Linked DNA regions of Mus musculus: region 1 is linked to region 2. A link is a contact called in public Hi-C data. All regions are on one chromosome and are shown on one strand. The core of a region is the stretch at or near the end of the contact, and the rest is flanking DNA. Distances in the headings are between cores, read along the strand shown.

Region 1 (2,700 bases), core at 143-2,642, 150 kb before region 2:
GGGGGGAGAGAGAGAGAGAGAGAGAGAAGAGAGGAGAGAGGAGAGAGAGGGAGGGAGGGAGAGAGAGAGAGAGAGAGAGAGAGAGAGAGAGAGAGAGAGAGAGAGAGAGAGAGAGAGAGAGAGAGAGAGAGAGAGAGAGCCACCAAGTAGGCTGCAGCTGGGAGCCAGGAAGCCAACACTTGGGCTAGTCTAGGGAAGGTCTTCACAGAGGAGACAGGGCCTGCCTGAGCTTGGGCATTCAGAGCACTTTTAGAAGGGTGCTTGTGGTAATAGGGTTACGGAGGAGCCACGTTTTCTCAGAATTGGAAATCCTGGGCATGGGATTGGTTGAGATAACTCCCCAAGTCCTTCTGAAACCAGGGGTCCTATTGAATTGACCAAACTTGCTTATCTTCATCATTGTTATTTATTCTATTATTGTTTTGACTTTTGGAGACAGGGTTTTGCTGTGTAGCCCTGGCTGTATTGGAACTCACTCTGTAGACCAGAGTGATCTTGATTTCCCAGAGATCCGCCTCCCTCTGCTTTCTGAGTGCTTTCTGAGTGAATTAAAAGCATGCTCTAGTACCATCTGGTAATATTACTTTTAAACACGGTCTCACTATGTATCCTAGGCTGGTCTGAAACTTGAAATCCTCCTGCCTCAGCTTCCTCAAGGGCTGAGATCACAGGAGTGTGCCACTGTATGGGTTGGGCAATTAACTTTTGTTTCACATTATAGCCCAGGCTGGCCTTGAACTCCTGACATTCCTCTTGCTTCCATTGGTCAAATGCTGGGATAAACAGCATGAACCATGGACACCTGGCTTTGGATAATTTTTCTATGATCTGTTGTGTGTGTGGTGTGCATGTGTATATGTGTGCGTTCACATGTGTGGGCATGCATATGTCTGGGTATAGACAGTTGGCACTGGGCACCTTTTTCTATCCCTCTCTGTCTTCTACTCTGAGGCAGCATCTATCTCACTTTAGCCAGCTTGCTCTGGAGTTAACCCTGTCTCTAGGGTGCTGAGCTTACAGGTGGCCACCATGACCTGGGTATTACAATTCTGGTCCTTATGCTTGTGTGGCCAGAGCTTGTGCCTGTTGGACCATCACCCCAGCTCTCTTTCAAAAACTTTTGATGAGAAGGAAAAGTGGAATTAGTGTTGGATTAAAATATTTGGCATTAAGGCAACAGCAAAGCAAATACCGAAACAATCGACAGTGTCGTTTGTATCTGACCATTGATATTTTGAAATATTTTAAATTAAAGTATTTTAGAAATTTAAGAATTCACAGGGGGTTGAAACATTTTAGAAGAAATAATATTATTTGAAGTCAGTGGCTAGCTGATTTCTGGGGGAAACTGTATATGCTGTGAATCTATTTAATCTACAAACTACCAGAAGGTGTCGCTGTTTCCCAAGCAATTCACATTAGCCTGCTTCCAAGGAGCGCTCATCCTTGTAACATAAAGAACCCTGAGAAAACCTTGTCAGGGACATTTTGCTGTGGTTAGAGTCATTAGAAGAGCCCCTCAAGAGAAAGGCTTGTGGAAGATGTGTGAGTTTCTTCCTCATTCTCAACCTGAAATTATCTGGACACTCAGGATTTGTCATACCTCAATAACAGCAAAGGTAGCTCGCTTAGCAGGTGAAGGAGTTTGCCACCAGGGCTCCTGAAAACCTGAGTTTGATTCCCGGTATCCACATTAGGTAGAAGGAGAAAACCGACTCAGGCAAGTTGTCCCCTGAGACACGCATACACACACAAACACACACACACTCACTAAATTGGAAAGTGAAGGCGATAAAAATATCTCAACATGCTTTGTAATCCTGATCTTTTGGTAACATTTCAGCATGCTCCACTCTGTCCCAACTGCACTTATTAAATTTACCAGGGTTTATAATTTATTTTGGTTCTGGATGCCACCTAAGTATCAACGAAAATTTTAAAAGTCACTCTGCATGGAGCATAAAGCAAAGCCTTTCCCCCCACTATGATTTAATGACACATGGCCGGAGGAACCGATGTCTCCCCGTTTCCTCAAAAGGAGGGGACAGTGATTCATGGTACTTACCAACCAGTATTTGCACATAGCCCACAGGTAGCTGGTGGTTCAGGAGAAAGAAGGACAATTCCACTGTTGTTATCACTGGAAACTAGAGTACCATGTTAATGTGTTTTGTCCTGGAGAGCCATGTCTCTAAACGGAAATGAGAGACAACCAGGGAGCAACCAAATGAACGAATGATTTGGGTTTACTTGTTTTTACCTTTTGAGACAGGCTCTTACTGGAAAAAAGGCCCCGAAAGCCCCAAGCTTGTGGTGATCCCCCTGCCTCAGCTTTCTGGGTGCTAGAATTAAAGAAACATGCCATTACCCTTGGGTCATAAGTATGAGTTCTTTTATAATAAAACCTTTGGAGTGTGAGTGTGTATGTGTGTGTGTGTATCTGTGCGTGTGCACTTGTATGTGTGCACATGTGTGTGTTCAAGAGTGACTGTGTGTGTGTGCACATGTGTGTGTTCTTGTGAGTGTGTGCCCACATGTGTGCATGCAAGTGTGTGTGTGAGATGCAGGTGTGTGTGTATGAGATGCCATGGTGATCATGTGGACATCAGAGAACAGCGTTTGAGAGTCAGTTTTCTTCCACCTTGTTGAGTCAGAGTCTGTCTTGTTTCTGCCATCCTGCCATGGGCCTCTGGGTAATAC
Region 2 (2,700 bases), core at 49-2,548:
TTCCCAACTTGGAATTAGGGTTACCCTAGCTTGACATTTGATTCTTAGGCATCAGGAGATCCTTAGATTAGAGTTATTTTATTGTAAAACTTTCTGAATGATAGCTGGATAATGGATAACTATTTTTCATAGTTCCCATAATAAATACGCAACTCTCCATGTCTGCAGGATTATTGTTCTCCCCCTCTAAGACACACTGCAACCTTTGTAAGCACATAGAAATGACTCAAAATTCTGTTCTATATCCTAATATTCTTCTTCCATAGTTCAATCATGTATTACATATTTAGCTGTCAGCCTATATTGTACTCTGCTCTGAATTTACTTCTTCATATTCCCAAGCTGAGAGTTCTGAAGACAGGGATACCTTGCCCATCTTGATAGCTGGAACATCAGAGAATGCAGTTCTCTGTCGGCGCTGAGTGTTAAGCTACTCTCGCTTGTCCTGTGTCCCTGGAGAGGCAACTAGAGCAGAGCAATTGAGGGTCTTCCTGATTTTCAGTTGTCCCCAAATCAAGGCCAAACATTTAATGTTTCTGTATTCCTTTCCTTTCCTTTATATTATAGGGGAGGAGAATAATTGATATTATGATAAAGTAGCTAAGTGGTGGCAAAGTGGTTCGAGCAATAGAATGTAAGTAATAAATGCTATTAACCCAACATCTGTTAAAATAACAACTTATGTCTTAGACAAGAGCAAGTCTTTATGAAGTTATAAGTCCTTGATAAGAACTTCAAACAGAAAGACCTCAGTGCAAAGGATATAGAGTTGTTCTGTTTTCTTTCTGCTGCTGTGATAAAACTCGATGCCCAAAGGCAACTTAGAGTAAGACTGGGCTCATTTCAACTTATACTTCTAGGTCACAGTCCATCATTGAGCGAAGTCAAGGCAGGTCTGCTTGCTGTTTCCTGCAGTGTTGCCTCCAGTTGAAAACTCATTTATACTCAAAGTAGTACAACACAAACCAAGCTGGCTGGAAGAACACTGCTTGCTGGCACATTCCTTGGGGTGTTCAGGACCATGTTTAGTTAGCTTCCTTATAGCCCAAGACCATCTGTTTGGGGAATGGTACCACCACAGTGGACTGGGCCCACCTACATCAACTAACATTTAAGATTATTTCATAGACATGCCCACAGACCAACCTAATTAAACCAATTGACTGAGACTTTTAAAAAGCCTGGTGATTCTGGGTGCTGTCAACTTGACAGTTGACACCAAGTAGGACAGGAGTAAACCTAGAATGGAAAAAGCTAGAATTGAAACTGCTTTGTTATCATCAAGGAAGCATGACTGAAAGTAGCCCAGTGACAGGAAGGGAAGAGCCCAACCCAAGAGAGGAAGTGTTAACTTTGAAATTTGCCACATATACCCCAGTTATGAAAACAAAATGGTCCACCTTCATCCACAGTGGCTACATCCCAAGATACCCAGTGGTGGCTTCAAACTGTGAATCATATACACAGCTATACAGGCATGAATTAGGCACAGGAAAATTATCAGTAATAATCAATGACAAAATAAAAAAATGTGAATGATGTGCAATAGAATTTCTTGCACACATGAGATCTCTCAAATGCCACTGGATAGGTAATCAGTACACCATGGATTTCCTGGCTGAAGGAATGATTCTAATCCTGGGTGAGGCTGCAAGAAAATAAAAATAAAAATAAATCCCATTCATCACACTACTCAGAAATGTGTAATTTCAAAATTTGCAAGGGGCTTATCTCTGAATCATGGTCTACAGCATGTCATCAAAACCTAAGAAAATGAAATTGTGAGTGTGTAAACTTCTGTACCAAACAAGCATTAGTTTTTCTGTTACTTCTTCGCTCCCCAAATACATGTCCCTGCTTACTGCCACCAACCCTGGGAATATTGGAAGCTATGGTTAACTCGTTGAAGAACAAGCAGATGAGGACATGAAGGAAGGAAGAGTCACATTCTCTTCCTGGCTTGATGCATCTTATCTGAACTGGCTGCAGCTAGACTGTTCATCTCTGGGGAGATACTGCGTTTTAAATCACGCTTGGCAATTTTTATGGCTAGGCAAGGCTGTCTATATTAGTGGGGAAAAACTCAAACCTTGAATAGTAACTTTCTTCCTAACTACCTGGTAAACAACAACACGTGTTCTAGATTTTTGCTTGCTGCTCACGTTCGAGGTTTTGAAAAAAAGGAGTATTTATTTAATTTTGTGTGTTGTATGAGAGTTTTGTCCGCATGGGTGTGTGTGTACCGCCTGCATGCCTGATGTTCACGGAAGTCGAAAGAAGGTGTTGGATTCCTGGAACTGAAGTTATCAGTGGCTGTAAAAACACCACGTGGGTTTGGAGAACCCAACCCTGTCCTCCACAAGAGCACCCAGTGCTCTTGATTCCAGTGCCAAATCTCTAACCCCTCACTTGCTATATTAACAGTTCCCTGCATGCGTCCTGCCTCAGCACAGCGTCCAACAGTATCCACACGAACCCTACTCTTTCCTTGTTTGGTTATTTGCATGCATTTGCTTTTGGTCAACCTTTAAACTCTGCGAGGGCAGGGACGGATTGTTTGCCTTTATAGCGTCAGCACATAGCACTTACTGGCCCATAATTGTCCCCCAATAAAGATAAATGGAAGCAATATATTCTTTAAAAAAAAAAAAACCTGATTTTTTTCCCCCTGAGAGTCCCTAATTTCCACTTGTTATTGTT

The links. A called contact is a pair of places that touch in the nucleus more often than the background predicts.
Region 1: a Hi-C map of bone marrow-derived macrophages shows a contact between it and region 2, with 27 read pairs. The contact joins two enhancer-like sites. A contact is called at or near these places in 9 of 39 promoter capture datasets (the C10 cell line, the HPC-7 cell line, cranial neural crest and 5 more), 1 of 15 datasets of contacts at CTCF or cohesin (the NIH/3T3 cell line), 21 of 484 Hi-C or Micro-C datasets (the C10 cell line, the HPC-7 cell line, the MPC-11 cell line and 11 more), 6 of 115 datasets of contacts at active chromatin or transcription factors (cardiomyocytes, embryonic brain, embryonic stem cells and 1 more) and 3 of 9 other capture datasets (adipose tissue, liver and macrophages).

The regions. Positions count from the first base shown.
Region 1 is chr10:89,628,988-89,631,687 of GRCm38.p6, reverse strand. No RefSeq gene overlaps it. Among named protein-coding and RNA genes, the nearest start is that of Slc17a8, 9.1 kb to the right of the region's middle. Within about 2 kb of position 1,392, at least 5 of the 459 cell types and tissues checked have an H3K27ac peak or open chromatin away from gene starts, as enhancers often do. A contact at or near this core is called in bone marrow-derived macrophages, where this site is marked.
Region 2 is chr10:89,483,714-89,486,413 of GRCm38.p6, reverse strand. The region is part of intron 2 of Nr1h4 (nuclear receptor subfamily 1, group H, member 4); the gene reads left to right. Among named protein-coding and RNA genes, the nearest start is that of Nr1h4, 22 kb to the left of the region's middle. Within about 2 kb of position 1,298, at least 18 of the 459 cell types and tissues checked have an H3K27ac peak or open chromatin away from gene starts, as enhancers often do. A contact at or near this core is called in bone marrow-derived macrophages, where this site is marked.